Linked DNA regions of Mus musculus: regions 2 and 3 are each linked to region 1. Evidence: chromatin contacts called from public Hi-C and HiChIP or PLAC-seq data. All regions are on one chromosome and are shown on one strand. The core of a region is the stretch at or near the end of the contact, and the rest is flanking DNA. Distances in the headings are between cores, read along the strand shown. Region 1 has its middle 19 kb from the start of Gm36827. Region 2 has its middle 150 kb from the start of Gm36769. Region 3 has its middle 120 kb from the start of Gm36769.

Region 1 (4,501 bases), core at 1,145-3,644:
TATTCTTACAAGTAGCCTATAGTAAAAGTTTTGGTGCAGAGCTTTGATATCATTCATGCAATAGAGAGAAAGAAAGCAGAAAGAGGGGGAAACATGTTCATACTGTATTATCTCTGGATTCTTTTGTCATTTTCAAATGAGCCTAATCTTAATGACTGTAAGACTTCTGACAATGTTCTTTAAAACAACATAAGCCGACCATGGTGGCACACACCTTTAATCCCAGCACTCGGGAGGCAGAGGCAGGTAGATTTCTGAGTTCGAGGCCAGCCTGGTCTACAAAGTGAGTTCCAGGACAGCCAGGGCTATACAGAGAAACCCTGTCTCGAAAAACCAAAAAATAAAAAAATAAAAAATAACAACAACAACAAAAATCCACAACATAAAACAAAACAAAACACCTGTAATAGCATGGATTCCAAATTGAGCACAAAAATCCATTCTGAGCTTGGAAAACGAATTAGAATCATGATTCCAATTCTTCTTCTGATCAAATGTTAAAATGAGAAGAGATCACCAAATAAGAGAGTAGGCAGATGCTGAGTCTGAATTATTTTGAAATCCTAAACAAACCCCACTACAGAGGCCCAGAGCCAGGTTCCATGTGCTATTCCACATGCTCTGTGGGTCTGTGACTTGCTCCAGCAGCTGTTGTCAGCATTTCTCAGGTCTGTCCTGAGCTATCACCAAGAGGCATCTCTGTGAAGACTTGCCTTCTGCCTCCACCATATGTCCTTGTCTAATCCCAGAGTAAGTTTCAGTGTTACTAACAACCCTCAGGACAGTGTCCTGTGAAGAAAGCGCACCCCTCCAGTGCTTGCGTTGCTATGGTCATTGACATCATTAGTTCTGTAGATTCCTGGCTCTTTGGAAGCCTTTGGTTTGAGAAATGGAAGGAGGTGGTTGTATGCAGACTGAGATCGTGTGCATTTGAATGGTCGCATTGCTGTCAAACTTGCCTTCTGTGCTGCTGTTTTCTTCTTCTCCTCCTTTTCCTTCTTCTCCTCCTCCTCCTCTTTCTCCCCCTCCTCTTCTTCCTCCCCCCTCCTCCCTTTTCCTCCTCCTCCTTCTTTTTCTTCTTCTTCTCCTTCTTTTTCTTCTGTGTTTCAAAGATTGGTAATATTGTACATCTTGAGTATTATTCTCAGAAACCCTCCCGAATATGATTCATCTGGCTGATAGATTACTTTCATTTCCTAATTTGATATATATTATATAATTTGAGAATGTGCCTCATACAGTTTCAAGAGCTTCAATGCAACAACGGAAACAAACATCTGGACCCATTTTATCAACTTGCTCATTCCTATCTTAAATGAGAAAATAGTATATTTTTAATTGAAAATATATTTTTTCATAAAATATATTCTATTATAGTTCCTCCTCTCTCAGCTCCTCCCAGATCCTCCCTATCTCCCTATACACAAAATCAACATCCTTTCTTGCTCTCTCTCTCTCTCTCTCTCTCTCTCTCTCTCTCTCTCTCTCTCTTAAAGGAGAAGGTAGCATATTCTTTTACAAATATTCCATCCCACAGATATTGGTTACATCCATTTATAGAATCAGAAGCTTATAGGAAAACAGCATGAATGCCACAACCATGGAACTGTTCAGTGTAATATCTGCATGCAGCCTATAACAACAATAACAGTAACAACACTCTCCTGATTTGGGTGCAAATAGAAACCAAATGGGGCTTAATTCTCATTAATCAAAGTATAGGGAGATTTTCACTGCATTATCCATCCTTACTTCAGCCTAACTCTCATAAATTTGTAAGTGACTGATTATTGACACCATACAACTTGCAACACAATAGATGGAATTATTGATAATGCCTATGTAGGAACACATGGGACTGACCTAAATATTTCCAAGCTTTATAGTATTAAAGGGGGAGAAATAAAATAGCCTTGGCTCATTTTCCTTTCATTCTCCGACTTGACAGTCCACGTGAGCATTTTCCTTCTCCCCAGACTGTCCGTCATTGGGCAGTGTGCTTTGCTCTACGGACCTCACACCTTTTCATCCCTCATCCCCATCTAGCTTTTACTCCGAGGCTCTAGAACTCTGAAGACTTGTTTACACTTCTAAAGTGTGACATTTCCTTCCATTCAGGGGAATTCAGTTCAAAGTGGTACTCTCTACAAAAAACCACAGAGTCGAAATTACGATCAAATGATCCGTTTTCTTGGACCTCAATCTCTTCTTGTACTAAAAAGAAAAAAAAAAAGTCTTGACAATCAAAACAGACGGCACCTGTCCTGCTTGTAGCTTCGAATAAGCACGTGTAAAATGTGACTTCCGTAGACTGTGACAAATGGCCTATCACAGATCAAATTACTGTCCTAGAATATTTACCGCTTCAGTAGCATGAGTTGGTCAGTAGATGGCACTGTTTGTTACATTAAAAAAGAATCGCTGCCGCCTGAGACATCACCTGATCAGGATAAGGAAGGGTAGGAGGGGAGGCGACCCTGCTCTCACAACAGAAACTGCGTTGATTTCTTAGAGGTTAAAGTGACCTTGAAAAGGATCCCAGCACATCTCTCTGGTTTTTCAAAAGGAAAGTTCTATTTTGGATATTCTCAGAGGGGTGGATATTTTTAACGCACTTCATTTACCCCTTTCAAACGGGAGCTACTCAAAAAATTCTGTATCCGAATCACATCTTTTTTCAGTGTTCTTGTCTTCAGTCCTGAGGTGAATATAGAACACTTCTTTACGGTTTCTTCCTGAAAACTCTGCCGAGGTCTTGAGGGAGGTTCACTAGTATCCGACATAAGCCTTTTGTGCTTCCTTGGTCCCTCTAGTCTGTTTCTCAGACTGTACATCAAATCTGCTCCCTCTTGAATTCTAATATGCCATTCAGTCAGGCCCACTATACAGCATAGTATCTGGATGTATACCTTATTATTAGATAATAAAGATATGTGAATGTTGACAGGACACAGAAGATATTCAGGGTATTTTTATTGGCCCCAAAGATTTCCAATCTTTAGAGAAATTGATCTATCAAAATGAACGGAAATAACGTAACTACAGAGTACAAAATATTGACTTCAACCATTTTAAACCAACTGTCTCTTTTCATCTGATTCTTATTTTTCTATGTTTTCTTTTTCTTTTAATATTTTTATTAGGTATTTTCCTCATTTACATTTCCAATGCTATCCCAAAAGCCCCCCCCCACTCCCCTACCCACCCACTCCCCCTTTTTGGCCCTGGCGTTCCCCTGTACTGGGGCATATAAAGTTTGCATGTCCAATGGGCCTCTCTTTCCAGTGATGGCCGACTAGGCCATCTTTTGATACATATGCAGCTAGAGTCAAGAGCTCCAGGATACTGGTTAGTTCATATTGTTGTTCCACGTATAGGGTTGCAGATCCCTTTAGCTCCTTGGGTACTTTCTCTAGCTCCTCCATTGGGGGCCCTGTGATCCATCCAATAGCTGACTGTGAGCATCCACTTCTGTGTTTTCTATGTTTTCAATGTAAGAATTTAAAGTATTTTCAAGTAAACATTCAAACTAATTTGATATATATATATATATATATATATATATATGTAAATATATATACTGGATCATAAGATATCATCCATTTTTTTAAGCGCTGGTGTTTTCTCTGCTACATTTTAAATCTCACAGAAGCATGTAACTTTTTATATGGCATCGACCACAAGAGTTTCACAGTACATACTTGATAATGCTATACAATGGATGCTTACTAAGCATTAGTTGAATGATTTAACAAATTGTTCCATTTAAGCTAACTATCATCCAGAGCATTGCCAGCTACTTTCAAGATATAGTTTTATTAACTGTCACATCACCATTAAGTTCCTGTATTAAGTCTTTACTACACTGTGCCAAGTCTATAATTTTCCTTTGACAAAGTAAAAACAAGCCTTGAAAAATTAATTCTTCAAATTATGAGTGTATATAGTGCAGCAAATTATTCTGTATAATTTTTCTGAGCAAAATATTGTTATAAACATTTCCATTGTATTTTCTTACAATTAAACTTTAGTTATTTTAATTCATTTGGAAATATTTAGGGTTTAATTTTAAGGATTTTTTCTCTTTATTGAGTTTGCATTATTTGTACTGTTGCTGTTTAGGCTGCCACTTTAACTTTGCTAGTGATTATTTTTATTCATTCATTTTTGAAATTAAGTTTGTTCACTTTATTTTATAGTTAGTGTTTTGTCTTTACGTATGTGTACCATATGTGCTCTTGTTTTCTGCAGTGGTCAGAGGGGGGATTGGAGCCAAAAGTAATTGTGAACCACCATGAGGGGCCTGGGAGTTGAATTCTCTAAGAGTAATAGGTCCTATTAACTACTGAGCTGTGTCTCCAGTCTCTCTCTCTCTCTCTCTCTCTCTCTCTCTCTCTCTCTCTCTCTCTGTGTGTGTGTGTGTGTGCATGCAGATATGTCTTTGTGTTTGTGTGTGTGCGCGCATGTTCATGTGTGCTAACCTACATGTATACCCCCTGTA
Region 2 (4,501 bases), core at 571-3,070, 220 kb after region 1:
CTCATTTCTCATTTTAGGCTGTGTATTCTTCCCTTGCAAGCAGGAATCAGAGGACTGGGAGTAAGGGAATGATTAAGAACCAGGAGCTGCGTGTGAGTCAGAGCGCCTGACCTCTCTTCTGTTCGTGTATGTGGCTTTCCACATAGCAAACCTTTATACAGTGCTCCTTAGTCACAGAAATTGTATTTGCATGAAGCACTAAGTGGAGCATTCTCTTTTTTTTCCAGTATAACTTACTGCATTTGGTCAGAGAAATCCCTTTTGTTTAAATCTCACAACCATATTTCAGAGGGAAACCTGATACCTTCTTCTAAATCAGTTTGAAATACCAAATTGAATGTGTCATGAAAAACAGATACACATACTGTTAAGCATAAACGAAATGCAATTCTGTATCAAGTTTCCATTTGAAGTTCCCTGTGATTTTTATATTGGACTTCAAGTTGCCTATATGTGGTCATGCCTCACCTAGATTCTGCATGTCTACAAGGAGGATTGAGAATACACTCCAGTCAGCAAGGCATGCGATTGCAAACCTACAATTCTAGCACTTGAGAGGTGGAGGTTAAGAGTCATCACAAGTTCAAGGCTAACCTGGACTACCTCATCTCAAAATATGTACATACATACATATAACATACATAAAAAACACACTTATATTTAACTTATACTGGGGCATTCTGAGTATGACCAATCACAATTTTCAGCTCAGTTTAGTTCTACTATGGCTAGCCAAAGAGTCTGACTCTCAAAGGCATGTACATTTCCGCATCTTTATGAGCATGACACTCTGACCAGTAACAAGCCACGAATTTTAGTACCTATAACAACAGCTCACTTTCGATGTGTATTCTCAACAATTTATCTGTCTTCAAAATGAGGTTTCTTCTTTCATGCTTATCTCCTGGACAAGGGTGGTTTAATCTACTCAGGGGCCCAGGAAATGAGGAATGAGAATGCTGGTAGATTATGGGACCACTTTGAATGGTGCTTGACACACTCACTACTTATGTATTTAAACAGCTAACCAGTCAAGCGAGTGACCTTGCCCTTGGTATAATGAGGTGATTTGAATGAGAAATGGCCCCATAAGCTCCAGTATTTGGTGCACAGTAAGTGGCTCTGTTTGGAGAGGTGATGCAAGCCTTTCAGGACAAGGTAAGTCGCTAAAGACACACTTTGAGAGTTCAAAGCCTCACCCCCTCTTCAGATTCACTCTCTCTGCTTGGTGCTTGCAGGTAAAGGTATGATCTCTCAGCTTCCTGCTCCAGCCACTCTCTGCCAAGCCACTCTTGCTACTAAGGATGCTTCAGCTGAATCAGCCCAAATGTACCCTTCTTTGTTTGCCTTTCACCATGGTATTTAACCATAGCAATAGAAAAGCAACTCCTACAAACGGGGGGGGGGGGGGGGGGAGGGGAGGGCGAAGCAGGCAGAAGCCAACCACTTCAGCACTTGAGCGTCTTTTCTCACAATTGAAGAGTCAGAGCATTTACTGCAGAATAGGAAGATAGAGAGGGTCTTAGGGTTGTTAGTGGTCAGAATAGATGATGTATATGGTATTTTAGAGGGCTGCTGGCTTTTAATACAGTCTAAGCAATGTAAATGAAGATGTTAAAAAACCCTCCCTTCCATTTCAGCATTCTTTGATCATTTGCTTACAGTCCCCCTTTAAGGAGGGCAAATGTCAATCTCCATAACATTCTGTCTGCTGCAATTGAAGACAGTTATGATTTGTGTAAATGAGCCTCTGACCTCATGCTGACAGGGCATGCCTGTTGCGGGCTGCGGCCTGAGCTCACCACCTAGAATGAAGTGACTCACCACCCTGGGTTTTCATTCCCAGCAAAGGAGTTGATTCACAGAGTGACCTTAAACAGTACTCTCCTGAGTAGGACTCCATTGTGTAATGTACCACCTTTTCTGTATCCATTCCTCTGGTGAGGGGCATCTGGGTTGTTTCCAGCTTCTGGCTATTATAAATAAGGCTGCTATGAACATAGTGGAGCATGTGTCCTTCTTACCGGTTGGGACATCTTCTGGATATATGCCCAGGAGAGGTATTGCGGGATCCTCCGGTAGTACTATGTCCAATTTTCTGAAGAACCGCCAGACTGATTTCCAGAGTGGTTGTACCAGTTTGCAATTCCACCAGCAATGGAGGAGTGTTCCTCTTTCTCCACATCCTCACCAGCATATGCTTTCACCTGAATTTTTGATCTTAGCCATTCTGACTAGTGTAAGATGGAATCTCAAGGTTGTTTTGATTTGCATTTCCCGTATGATTAAGGATGTTGAACATTTTTTCAGGTGCTTCTCAGCCATTCGGTATTCCTCAGGTGAGAATTCTTTGTTTAGCTCTGTACCCCACTTTCTTTTTTTTCTTTTCTTTTTTTTAATGGTTTATTCAACCAGTGTTAAACCAGTTGAAATTGTTTTATTTTTTTATTTTTTTTCCATTTTTTATTAGGTATTTAGCTCATTTACATTTCCAATGCTATACCAAAAGTCCCCCATATCCACCCACCCCCACTCCCCTGCCCACCCACTCCCCCTTTTTGGCCCTGGTGTTCCCCTGTACTGGGGCATATAAAGTTTGCAAGTCCAATGGGCCTCTCTTTCCAGTGATGGCCGACTAGGCCATCTTTTGATATATATGCAGCTAGAGTCAAGAGCTCCGGGGTACTGGTTAGTTCATAATGTTGTTCCACCTATAGGGTTGCAGATCCCTTTAGCTCCTTGGCTACTTTCTCTAGCTCCTCCATTGGGAGCCCTATGATCCATCCATTAGCTGACTGTGAGCCCCACTTTCTAATGGAGTTATTTGGTTTTCTGGAGTCCAACTTCTTGAGTTCTTTGTATAAATTGGAAATTAGTCCCCTATCATATTTAAGATTGGTAAAGATCTTTTCCCAATCTGTTGGTGGCCTTTTCATCTTATTGACAGTGTCTTTTGCCTTACAGAAGCTTTGCAATTTTATTTGTTGATTCTCAATCCTACAGCACAAGCCATTGCTGTTCTGTTCAGGAATTTTTCCCCTGTGCCCATATCTTCGAGGCTTTTCCCCACTTTCTCCTCTATAAGTTTCAGTGTTTCTGGTTTTATGTGGAGTTCGTTTATCCATTTAGACTTGAGCTTTGTACAAGGAGATGAGAATGGATCAATTTGTATTCTTCTACATGATAACGGCCAGTTGTGCCAGCACCATTTGTTGAAAAATGCTGTCTTTTTCCCACTGGATGGTTTTAGCTCCCTTGTCAAAGATCAAGTGAACATAGGTGTGTGGGTTCATTTCTGGGTCTTCAATTATATTCCATTGGTCTACCTGTCTGTCCTGTACCAGTACCATGCAGTTTTGGGGTTTTTGTTTGTTTGGTCGGTTGTTTGGTTGTTTGGTTGGTTGGTTTTTTTTAAATCACAATTGCTCTGTAGTATAGCTTAATGTCAGGCATGGTGATTACACCAGAGGTTCTTTTATCATTGAGAATAATTTTTGCTATCCTAGGTTTTTTTGTTATTCCAGATGAATTTGCAAATTACCCTTTCTAGCTCTGTGAAGAATTGAGTTGGAATTTTGATGGGGATTGCACTGAATCTGTAGATTGCTTTCTGCAAGATAGCCATTTTTACTCTATTGATCCTGCCAATCTATGAGCATGGGACATCTTTACACAATGGAGTACTACTCAGTAATTAAAAACAATGAATTTATGATATTCGTAGGCAAATGGATTGATCTGAAGGATATCATCCTGAGTGAGGTAACCCAATCACAAAAGAACACACATGACATGCTCTCACTGGTAAGTGGATATTAGCCCAGAAACTTAGAACATCCAAGATACAATTTGCAAAACACATGAAACTCTAGAAGAAGGAAGACCAAAGTGTGAATACTTCACTCCTTCTTAGAATGGGGAACAAAATACCCATGGAAGGAGTTACAGAGACAAAGTTCAAAGCTCAAAATTCAAAGGAATGACCATCCAGAGACTGCCCCACCTGGGGATCCATCCCATATACAACCACCAAACCCAGACACTATTGCATATGCCAGAAAGATTTTGATGACAGGACTCTGATATAACTGTCTCTTGTGAGGATATGCCAGTGCCTGGCAAACACAGAGGTGGATGCTCACAGTCATCTATTGGATGGAACACAGGGCCCCTAATGAAGGAGCTAGAGGAAGTATCCAAGGAGCTAAAGGGGTCTGCAACCTTGTAGGAGGAACAACAATATGAACTAACCAGTACCCCTCAGAGCTGTGTCTCTAGTTGCATATGTAGCAGAGGATGGCCTAGTTGGCCATCAATGGGAGGAGAGGCCCTTGATCTAGAGAAGATCTTATGCCCCAGTAGAGGAGAATGCCAGGGCCAGGAAGCAGGAGTGGGTGGGTTGGGGAGCAGGGTGGTGGGAGGGTATAGGGGGCTTTGGGGATAACATTTGAAATGTAAATGAAGAAAATATCTAATAAAAAAAGAAAAAAAGAAAGGATAC
Region 3 (4,501 bases), core at 525-3,024, 190 kb after region 1:
CTACTCAAAATCTTCTTGTGGCTTCCCAACACTTGGAAGAGTCAACCTTTTATAGTTGTTTGCAAGGGCATCCCATTAATGGAACATCAGTTTCTCTCCTCAGCCTGTCCATCTTCCCATCCATAGGTCTCCTCTTTCCCAGGAGAGCCCAGTGGTTGTATTAACTTGACCATATCTCACTCGCTTTCCATGACTACTTCTTTCTCATTATGAAAGTCTAATCTCAAATGCCACCTAGTTATCCCTTCACTTTCAGAGAAGTCTTTCCCCATCACAGTTAGGTCCCATTACCTTTTGGTATTTTGTTTCACTTACTTATCAATATTTGAAATTATCTTTTTCTTTTACTTGCTTATATGTCCTGTTTCTTCTGTTAATAAGAGTGGACACATTCTTTATGCAATTCCTTTTGTCTTATGGAGTATATAGGGAAGAGTCTATCAAAACACTAAGTGATCAATACAAATATTACCACTGCCCATCTTCCTCATAAAAACATATCTTCCATGAAGAATAGATCTTGCCTTAACTTGGTGCTTTGGTACCACATACACACTATATCTGAATCCCTTATCTATATTTGAGATTATTATCTACTGGTGTTTTTTTTCCAGCTGATTTCTTCCACCAAGACTTCAAGAATTACCCTTGCTGCTTAAGGGAACTGCTTCTCCCAAAGAAATGGTGCTTACATACGGTGACAGTTAGACACTGAATAGCAATCAGAAATGCCCACTCAGTCCAATGCTTAATGGGTACTCATTAATGATTGTTGAGATATATACTTAGTTCAAGATAAGTAAATGACATGAGTTTAAAGAAGAAAATAAATGTGCTTCTGTGCCATAATCAATAATTTTTATAATTAATATTGTGAGAAAAATAGTGAGAAACTCTGTAATTTTGTAGTCTTTTGAAGGGAAGGTAATGCAGAATTTTCTTCAAAATATGTAATTGAGGAAAGAATTTAGGACTCTCATTTTAGACCAAAATATTTAATCCCTTATCTATATTTGAGATTATTATCTACTGGTGTTTTTTTCTAGCTGATTTCTTCCACCAAGACTTTAAGAATCAACCTTGCTGCTTAAGTGAACTGCTTCTCCCAAAGAAATGGTGCTTACATACGGTGACAGTTAGACACTGAAGAGCAATCAGAAATGCCCTGCTGCAGTGTGGCATTGTCTGAATACTGCCTCACACGCAGACATCTTTCTACAGATGTTCTTGCCCTTAAGTATCTATAAAAGCCTATTTCTTGGAAGTTATCTAAGAGAGTAAGGTCTCAGAATCAGTTGTGAAAAGTGAAATGTTGTTTGAATTTACTCTTGGCCATTAGGTAACATTTAGAGAGTTTCTAACAGGAAATCTCAGTGTGCAATAGTTAAAACATTCACCAGTGACAACCTGGATGGGGCACAACTGGACGAGAATATGCTAATAATGGAAATGTCCTTTGTGCCTTAGAGATTTAGAAAAAAGCTGTAATCATAAAGATCATGTGATTGTGTGGGTGTTGCCAGAAGCTACTCTGAAGTTTGGGAAAGTCATTAAGTATAGGTGGTGATTAATTGCTAATTCAAGTGAAGTCTTAAGCCATTGGCTACAGATGAAAAGACTCATTCCTGTCTTCAGAGGATCAAAGACTGGAGATCAGGTGCAAGCTTTCCACAAGGATTTTTTTTAAATGGTTGTGTTCTCTACCTTGTCTTATAAATAACGTGGGAGTAGGACATTGAAGCTGATATGAGGAAATGTGGGTCAGTGTACTTGAACATTTTCTATTTCCAGATTCTCTTAAGCCCTGGGCAACTGCAGAAGAAAACTGTCACTTGTTGGGGATGAGTGCTTAAAAACAGAAAGTCTCTGCCTCATAGAATAGAAAAATTCACTTTCTTGAACTTTCTTCCCATTTCTCTTATATCTTAAGTTCAGGAACAGAAGTGAAGTCACACCTCAAACACCTGTAAGCAAATTTTCATCTCAGAACTTGTTTCCAAACTATATTAGTCACTCTTCTTGTTTCTGTGACAAAATATTTGGTGGCAGCAATTTATGGGATGAAAGGCTTATCAGTTCAGAGGGAACATGGCAGCATAGGGAAGAACGCATCAGTACCTGGCAGTAGTAGAAGCTCATAGCAGGGTCTTATCCCATGGCAACAATCAGAAAATAGAAACAGGATTAGAAATGGGACTGAGCTGTAAACTTCATGCTGTGCCTCACACCTCAAAGGACCCACAACTTTCCAAAATAGAGTCACACTGACTGGGGACCAAGAGTCAAGTCACATGGGCCTGTAGAGAACATTGTCTGCTCCTACCATCACACAAATAAACTTGGCCTATGACCCTTATTAAATTAAGGATGATTGATTTTAATTATCATTATTGTCATTAATTTTGTCTAAGAATACCCTAAGTATGGATGTTGGGAGGAATAGATTAAACACGGTGTGTGATTATGCTAAACAATTGAGTCTTATGTTATAGATGAAATAATACAGTGCTATGAAATTGTATAATACAGATAGGTGAGTAAAAGGTATACAAAAATCAGACAATAAAGTAGATAAATAAATTAATACCATGTGAAATACTGTGTCATTTAACACTTTCATTACAAAAGTGTTGTTAAAGGGATGAGACACTAAATCTAGTTCTCTAAGAGGACGTGGGAAATGTGAAAGCAAGATCTCAAATACTATATGAAAAATGATTTCTCCCAACTCAAAGCTTTTCCCCTTTAACATGCTTAGACAAACTCCTTGGTTGTATGGTTGAAGGCCAGCAATGTATTAGAAGCTATAAATTAGCTAGGTATAGACAGAGCACTCTGAAAATAATTTGACAAATGAGACAATGGGAATTTCAAAGGGAGGAGAGAACCAAAGAAACTGAGAGCAGCAGATCAGCAGTCCCATGGAGTCTGACACAGCAAGTCTGAGTTCAGGACTGGCTCCTCGCCCTCACTACTTATGCAAATTATTCCAAGAAGTCTTCTTACTTTCTTAAACAAAGAAAATTATGGTAGGCAGAATAACTAGTGTCAAAGATGTCTATTTCTTATCATGGCTATTAGAAATATCAGTCCAACAATAGTACATTTCTGGTACATGGGATCAATTGTGGAAGGCTAACATGGCAGAGTACTGTCATTCAGTAGGGGTGTAACTTAAATAGATCACTTTAATATGTCTCAGAGTCACAGTATTTGGTTTTCAGAAGCATGATTTCAGTTATGAAAGGTGACTCAGCAGGCACTTACTGGCCAGCCTACAACCTGAGCTCTGTCCCCAGGGTCCACATGGCAAGCTGTCCTCTGATGGCCACACCACAGTGCAGTGTCATATGTGCATTCCATTCCCACAGATAAATACATGTATGAGAAAAAGTGCACATATTAAAGTTTGGACATTTTTTGCTTTTAAAATCATTTTTAAAAGGTTTTACCAAATACATTTTAGAAGCATTAAAGCTAGGCTTCATTTGCATGGAAAATGGTCTGAGTTAGAACAAATAATTTTTCTAAATGTCAAGTACATTATTTATGCAGTTCTATATAAAGAACAAATCATGGCCTTCTCCAAGGCCGGATGCAATAGTTACAGAGGAGAATCTATGTGCTTTGTAAAGTCTGTTCCCTGGACTGAATCCATTTTGCTAACAATGTGATAAAGACACTATCAGTTTCCTGTTGTTATCATTCCACGCAGACATAAAGAGGAGAAATGCTTTATTATAAATCTGTAGATTATAGTACATATGACAGAAATACAAAAATATCCTTAAGCAGAAATTTAAGTATTTAAAAGTATCTGTTAGAAAATATATTTAAATTGATTTTTTTTTAATGGAAAGCTTTAGTCAACAATGGAAGGGCCAGCTATAATGGTGCACACCTGGCATCTCAACAACTGTGAAGCAAAGGCAAGAGGATCAGAAGTTCAAGGCCACCATAGGTTACATAGCAAGTTTGAAGCCAGCCTGAGAGACCGAGGATGGATCCCAAAATAGATAATTCAACAAAGTGATTCTAAAATTATAAACTCCAATTTCAGTACCCAGGAGAGTAGAACGTGAAGAGAGCATTCTTTACTGATGCCAAAACCCTGTTGGAGAGCAAGTGCTTAGTTTTCATTATATTAAAAAATAAATAAATATTCAAGGAAATGACAGAAAGGTCAGTAGCATAGTTTTGTAGTGGTTTTCTAAATCTAGATGGATCTCATTTTAAGAATAATACTCTAATTCACATTATATCTGCTGTTCATTATATCTGCAATTCAAAGTTCTTGAATTAAGTGATAAGGATAGCAAGTAGACAGTTAAACCTTTAAAATGTCACAAAAAAAAAAAAAAAAAAGAAGAAGTCACTGGTGGTCCCTGAACTTCTGTTTGTTATTTTTACTGATCCATGAACAATGCCAGTCTTGGTGCCACTGACTCAGGATATCACCACTTTGCAGAGAGAAGAATTAAGGTTCAATGCCATGTCAGTA

Evidence for each region. A called contact is a pair of places that touch in the nucleus more often than the background predicts. HiChIP or PLAC-seq counts read pairs in DNA pulled down with a chosen protein or histone mark.
Region 2: a Hi-C map of tail fibroblasts shows a contact between it and region 1, with 5 times the contacts expected there. The contact joins two enhancer-like sites. A contact is called at or near these places in 8 of 484 Hi-C or Micro-C datasets (the C2C12 cell line, adipose-derived mesenchymal stem cells, bone marrow-derived macrophages and 3 more).
Region 3: a contact with region 1 is called in an H3K27ac HiChIP or PLAC-seq map of heart atrium, with 6 read pairs. The contact joins two enhancer-like sites. A contact is called at or near these places in 3 of 484 Hi-C or Micro-C datasets (the C2C12 cell line and uterus) and 1 of 115 datasets of contacts at active chromatin or transcription factors (heart atrium).

What each region holds. Positions count from the first base shown.
Region 1 is chr10:56,999,419-57,003,919 of GRCm38.p6, reverse strand. No RefSeq gene overlaps it. Among named protein-coding and RNA genes, the nearest start is that of Gm36827, 19 kb to the right of the region's middle. Within about 2 kb of position 2,394, at least 29 of the 459 cell types and tissues checked have an H3K27ac peak or open chromatin away from gene starts, as enhancers often do. A contact at or near this core is called in heart atrium and tail fibroblasts, where this site is marked.
Region 2 is chr10:56,779,735-56,784,235 of GRCm38.p6, reverse strand. No RefSeq gene overlaps it. Among named protein-coding and RNA genes, the nearest start is that of Gm36769, 150 kb to the left of the region's middle. Within about 2 kb of position 1,820, at least 38 of the 459 cell types and tissues checked have an H3K27ac peak or open chromatin away from gene starts, as enhancers often do. A contact at or near this core is called in tail fibroblasts, where this site is marked.
Region 3 is chr10:56,811,509-56,816,009 of GRCm38.p6, reverse strand. No RefSeq gene overlaps it. Among named protein-coding and RNA genes, the nearest start is that of Gm36769, 120 kb to the left of the region's middle. Within about 2 kb of position 1,774, at least 3 of the 459 cell types and tissues checked have an H3K27ac peak or open chromatin away from gene starts, as enhancers often do. A contact at or near this core is called in heart atrium, where this site is marked.